Regions from separate parts of the Capsicum annuum genome. Here region 1 is linked to region 2. The links are chromatin contacts, called in public Hi-C maps. All regions are on one chromosome and are shown on one strand. The core of a region is the stretch at or near the end of the contact, and the rest is flanking DNA. Distances in the headings are between cores, read along the strand shown.

The links. Hi-C and Micro-C count contacts between places; a contact is called where the count stands out from the background.
Region 1: a Hi-C map of placenta shows a contact between it and region 2, with 4 times the contacts expected there. The contact joins the promoter of LOC107863629 here to the enhancer-like site in region 2. A contact is called at or near these places in 2 of 5 Hi-C or Micro-C datasets (bud and placenta).

Annotation. Positions count from the first base shown.
Region 1 is chr3:100,704,158-100,707,349 of UCD10Xv1.1, forward strand. It overlaps LOC107863629 (serine/threonine-protein phosphatase 4 regulatory subunit 2), which reads left to right and starts at 1,469. Exons shown (of 7, transcript XM_016709647.2): 1 at 1,469-1,679; 2 at 1,769-1,832. The coding sequence starts at 1,661.
Region 2 is chr3:100,284,412-100,287,578 of UCD10Xv1.1, forward strand. No RefSeq gene overlaps it. Among protein-coding and RNA genes, the nearest start is that of LOC107863634, 100 kb to the right of the region's middle. Within about 2 kb of position 1,385, at least 5 of the 5 cell types and tissues checked have an H3K27ac peak or open chromatin away from gene starts, as enhancers often do. A contact at or near this core is called in bud, where this site is marked.

The DNA of each region.
Region 1 (3,192 bases), core at 219-2,718, 420 kb after region 2:
GTATATTTATGGTATATTATATCATATACCATAAATATATAAATATGCTTAGTATGTTTCTTTATACTTTGTATTTTTATATATGTGTGTATATGGTATATATATGGTATAAACTTCATATATAACATATTTTGTATATTTATATTATAAATATGCTTAGTATGTTTCTTAATACTTTGTATATTTATATATGTGTGTATATGGTATATAAATGGTATAAACTTTATATATAGCATACTTTGTATATATTTCTATTATAAATATAATATTTTATATATTTATGGGTATAAATAAATATAATACTTTATATATTTATGGGTATAAATATAAATTAGCAGTAAAATAATGTCTTAAATAAGGGATAGAAATAATGATGAGAGAGAAAAAGAGATATATATTAATTAGGATAGCAGTAAGTTTTAAATTATAATTATCTTATTCTTTAAAACTGCTATATACGTAATATTGAAAAAGTAATGTTATAAGGAGAGTTTTATGTAAAAATTTAAAAGATTTGGGTTATATGTAATAATAATAAAAGTTGGAATTGGAGTTGAAAATTTGTGAAAACAACAAAAACCTGTTTTTCCTTTTCAGAAAAAATTTTCGAAATTATTTTTCGAATTTTCATGGCCAAACATCACAATTTCCAACTCCGAAATTTTTTTTCGAAAAAAAGGGAAAAATTTCCATGTCCAAACGGGCCCTAAATGTTACTCATAAATTTAGAAAAATTTCAAATATAAATGACATTATTTACTATGGAATCATTTGGTTGAGAACAAGTTATCTCATCATGTATATGGATAACTTATTCCATCACTAATATATAAATGTCTGTTTAAATTAGTTTTTGGCTTTTGACTTATAAGTCATAAATTATAAGTTAGAAATTCTAACTTATAGTTTTTGACTTATTCTTAGCATTTTAAGCCATAAGTTAAGATTTCTAACTTAAAACTTTAGGCTTATTTTTAGTATTTTACCTTATAACTAAATTCTTATAAGCATTTTTTAAATATACTCAAACACTTCAAAAGTACTTAAAAGTCAATTTTGACTTAAAAACACTTAAAATAAGTTCATCCAAACGAACTCATAAATGGTAGAATAAATAATCTGAGACTAACTAATACCTCAAACCAAACATAGGATAAAATAATCCTGCATTTTATTTAGAGAGTATGATACTTTATACATAAAATGATTCGTAATGGATACTTATTGCCAAAGTTACCTCTATAGGATCGCTTGGTTGGGAAAAAATTATCTCAGAATAATTAATCCTGAGATTAGTTATCCCACCATACGTATGGGATAATAACTTATTTCATTACTATGATATAAATGGTGAGTTTCAATATTAAGTATACTTCATAAATTTTATCCGAAAACTATTTACCCCTCATTCCTCACACCAAACGAGCCCTATGTGTTCTCATAGTCGTATGTGTCTTGGCCCGGTACTAATAATGTGTGAGTTGGGGCAAGTTAGAGCCATTACCGAAACCACACATATTGGTTTGACCCATACCCGACCCACCTAAACTCTAACACGGGTATAACTATAATAGTAAAGTACAACAAATTGAATACCAGATGAATTAGGGTTTAATCTTCCTTTTGTCCCTCTTGTTGGAGTGTGTGTGTATATATATATATGGATCCTCCTCAATCAGGTATTCAATTGATGGTTATAAGTAATTTGTTGGAACGCTGCTTTATTTATCATTTTTTAACTTCCATATCATATTCTGGCTCTCTACAGGCATGGAATCTGAAAAGGAGATTAAGAGTGTAATTGAAGTAATGGCAGCTAGTGGCAAGTATTGGTATGCTATGACAATTTCTTTCCCCTTTAAATTTGCAGTCTGAGTTAGTCCGCTTTTTCACTCCCGTGTAAATGGTTGTTCTTCTATCTATCTAAATCTTTTACCTGCATCTGAAATGGATGAACATGATTAGTGTTGATCAGGCAGCACAAACAAGCTCACTGCAACTTTAGCTAGAATTTTAAAAAGGACAGTTGGGTGCACAAAACATCCCCATAAATGACTGCTTCCATGGCAGAGACAACGTTGCTCCAAGTTTAGCTTGTATATCTTGGAGATAAAAGAATGTAGTAATACTTCTGCTATTAGATTGATATTTGTATTTCATCTATGAGTATTGTTGTATTCCTTTCTTATACTTTCCCATTCAAGTTTTTTCCTAAAACTGACATTATCTTGTACTACTTTGCAACTTTGCCTGCCTTGTTTTACTAACTCAATAAAGTTGGATTAGAACATACTTAGAAATATAACCGTATAGGTCACTTGAACATCAGACGTTTTTTAGGAAGAAGGTCAGATTCTTTAACCTAAGCCTAAAAACGTTATACTGGAGTCTATAGTTGGTTTGATAAGACACTTCTTTTAGCTATCAAAAGAAATTATAAATTTTGTACAAGTTGGTTGAAAGTTATTAAGCTGTTTATTGTGTTTGAGTACTTCAAAGAGCAGAGACTAGTTAAGTTTTGAGTTTGGTCTAACCAAACTACTCTTATAACTTGGATGTGCTCACCTGAATCTAATCCATAAATATGAGCAGAACCCTCTACTTCAAGCGTTAGTTACTAACATAACAAGTCACTGCGCTTGCAACATCCAAAAATCTAGTCTTGGTCAGCTTGGCCTGGTAAGGCTCTTATGTTTATCAGCTGCTATTTGCTCCATTATAGTGCTCAATTGGAAGGCTTAATGACATTATTGTTGTATCCCTGTAGGTGCTTGGATTATAGTAACCCAAGATACCAATATATATATATATATATGGAAATATTTTGCAACTTTTTTGGTAGTATATTCTAGTTGATCTACTGTTGTTGTCAAAATTATGTTTCTTAAGCTTGAAATCTTTTTGGCCCATCCAACTTTGTAATCAAATGGAACATTTACCAGGAAACGGCCACGGGGCATGACAAATGTTATTGACCACTCCACTTGTCATGTGCAGTTCACCATTCAAGGAGTGTGATTAAGCTAGCATTTGGCCATAGATTCCCAATATTTTTGGGAAACCATATTTGGGTGAAGTTCGGATTAAAGTTTCAACATGTGTTTGGCCATAGTTTTTGAAAATATATTCACTTTCTAAGAAAAACATGAAACACGATTTATACCCATAAGTTCTAAAAACTATCATATCAAA
Region 2 (3,167 bases), core at 135-2,634:
CCCACGGACAGATTGAGACCAAAGCTCCAAAGGTAAAATGCAACTCAGAAAAAGAAATCAAGTAACTTTTTTTTTGCTTAAAGCTTTTGTACGAGAGAGTGTAGAGATTGTCCGTCTTCTCGAAGAATGAGAAGGGTTGTCTCAAAGAAAATGATTAAGAAATATTCAGGGAATCAATCAAGAGGAAAAAAGAAAAGGAAATAATAATCCAATCCCATCAATCAGTGAAATATTTTCCTTTAAAAGAGAGGGGAATTATAATCAAGTGTGATTTTTTTTTTCAAAACAAAATTTGTCTATAAGTGATAATATTTTCATCAATCAGTTAACTAAATCAAAAGAAAATGAGACATTCATGAAAATTAATCACGAAGAATCCTTTCCTTAATTAACGTAATTAGATAAAAATCAAATAAACAGATTACGATCGAATTAAATAACCAAGTAAAAAATATATATAAAAAGCAATGAAATAAAGAAGACAATCAATCAAGAGATTTTTCAAATGATAAGACAAGAAAAATCAATTTTACCAAAGAATATGTCGATCTGCCACACATTACCTGATAATTTGCACAAGTCAAGGATTTTAAAATCACCATAATTAGTGTTCAAAAGAGGTTGTCATTAGTTAGGCCATTAACAAGAACAGAAAAAGTCACTTAGACTATCACAATTCATCACAACAGATAAGACCTTATACTGATCAAGTCTCATAATCTCGATGAACAAGATCAGTACAAATGATTCAGCGGGAACTGGTAATCAACGAATGAAGGAACACAAACACAAAATTAAAGTTCACCAAAATGTTTTTCACATGCAGCAGTCTAAAGGAACTAATAAACAAGCCGAAACCACAATCACGTTTTCACAAATTTCAATCCAGGACATCAAGCAACACAGACAACAAAAATTAATCTGTAACAAGAATCAAACCCGAAATACGTAGTGGACCTCGTTGGTTGTCAACTCCAACGAGGAGGTGACGAAAAGTGCGGGCGTAAAGAGTTGCGGCTCGAGGCGGATCGTTGCTGGTTGGAGTCAGATGGACTGTTTTGGTGACGTGGGGAGGCAGCGGCGACACTGGTGGAACTTTCGGCTAGTGATGGCTGGCGGATCGGCTGAAAAAGGAGATAGTGAAAGGCGTCGGCATCAGCAGATGCGGATCGCCGGAGCATGGGGTCTCCTGGTGGTTTTAAAGAGAAAGAGGGGGAGAGAAGGGAGGTCGGCTGCTGCTGTTGCTGTCCAGAAGTCGGTGATGCCACTCGGAGAATGGCCGGGTTGCGTCGTCGGTCTCTCCGGTGGTGGCAGGCGGTTTGAAGTGTAGAGGTGAGGGGGGGGGGGGTGCCGATGCGGTTGCTATGCGGATTAGGGTTTGGGTAATTGTTGTTTAAAAGGAGAGGAAAGTTTATCTGATCTCAACCGTTGGATTAACTTCGATCAACGGTTGAGATTAAAATAATTTTAAAAATAGGTCAAAAGTTGGAATTAGATTTTATAGCCAAATTGATGTTAATTTGTACTACAATTGATGCAAATTGAGTACAACAATGGATAGAAATTAAAATACATAGGAGAATAAATTGAAATTGACTGTGAGAAAAATAATAAGACGCCGATATTTTAAAAAATACATTAAAAATTAATTTTACGTAAAATTATTATATAAAATTGTCAATAATAATAATAGATAATATATTTGTAAAAAATGTGAGTTTATATTTACGAAAAAATTTAATAAATTTTAATAAAATAATGTAGAATATTATAAATAAAAAGTAATAAAATAATTTGTATATGTTTAAATCATGAATATGACTTGTCGAAAATTATTTGATACCAAAATAATGTGTAAAAAAAGTTAGCTAATATTGACAAAATAACAGCTTAAGAGAGCATTGGGAGGTCAAAATTGGATGTCAACAACTGCTCCTTCGTTTCTTGAGAATGATGAAAGAATTGTCGAGCAACAAAAGTTGACGTAGTAGTCAATTTTGTCCGACCAAAAAGAGGATTTGTTGGAATGAAAATACAGGCGGATAGTTTTAAAAATAGTGTGACTGGGACTTTTGTTTTAAGTCGCCTACATATCTTTGGTTTTATAAGAATCAAGTCGTATGTAGTTCTAGATTTAGGAATGAACAATATTTCTAAAGAATGTTAATGATAGAGAATAGGGGCGTCAACAATGATATCATGGGTTGGTGTGATTGAAGTGAAGAGAATTTGAATAATGATAGCTCGAATAAACAAGATTAGAGTGGTTTTGAAATATGGAATGTGAATACGATTTAGGACATGAAAAATATAAGGTTTCAAGAACCCAATATTGTTCAATTAAGGTTCTTACGAGGACCCAATATCGTCTGTTAAGGTTCCACAAGAACCCAATATTGTTGATTAAGGTTCTACAGGAACCCAATATTGTTGATTAAGGTTCTACAAGAACACGATATTGTTGATTAAGGTTCTACAAGAATCCAATATTGTTGATTAAGGTTTTAAGGAACCCGATATTTTTTATTAAGGTTCTATAGGAACTCAAATTTGTTGATTAAGTTTCTACAGGAACCCAATATTGTTGATTAAGGTTCTACAGGAACCCGATATTGTTGATTAAGGTTCTACAGGAACCCAAATTTGTTAATTAAGGTTTTACAGGAACCCAATATTGTTGATTAAGGTTCTACAAGAACCCGATATTGTTGATTAAGGTTCTATAGGAACCCAATATTATTGATTAAAGTTCTACAGAAATCCAATATTGTAAGTTAAAGTTCTACAAGAACCCAATATTATTCAAATAAGGTCCTACAGAAACCCATGTTGTCAATATTATTCACTTAAGGTTCTACAGGAACTCAATATTATTTAATAATATAATATCAATTTCAATGTCGTCAAAGTCAAAAGATAGAACAACTTAGCTTTTTCCCCTTATTTGGGATATAATCCTGGCTTCTTTGATTATCATAGCATCGTTGCTACATTTAGTACCTATTGTCTGCACTCAAAGAAAAATCGTCAGTCGAAAAGAAATATTGATTCGTATCTTGCTCGATTTGACTCCTTGATCGATTTCTGCTTCTTCAGCTGTTGGGAATTGTACTTCTTCATGGTGAAATTTTTGAGAAATTTTCAAAATATTTCTGCCCCAGTTTAAA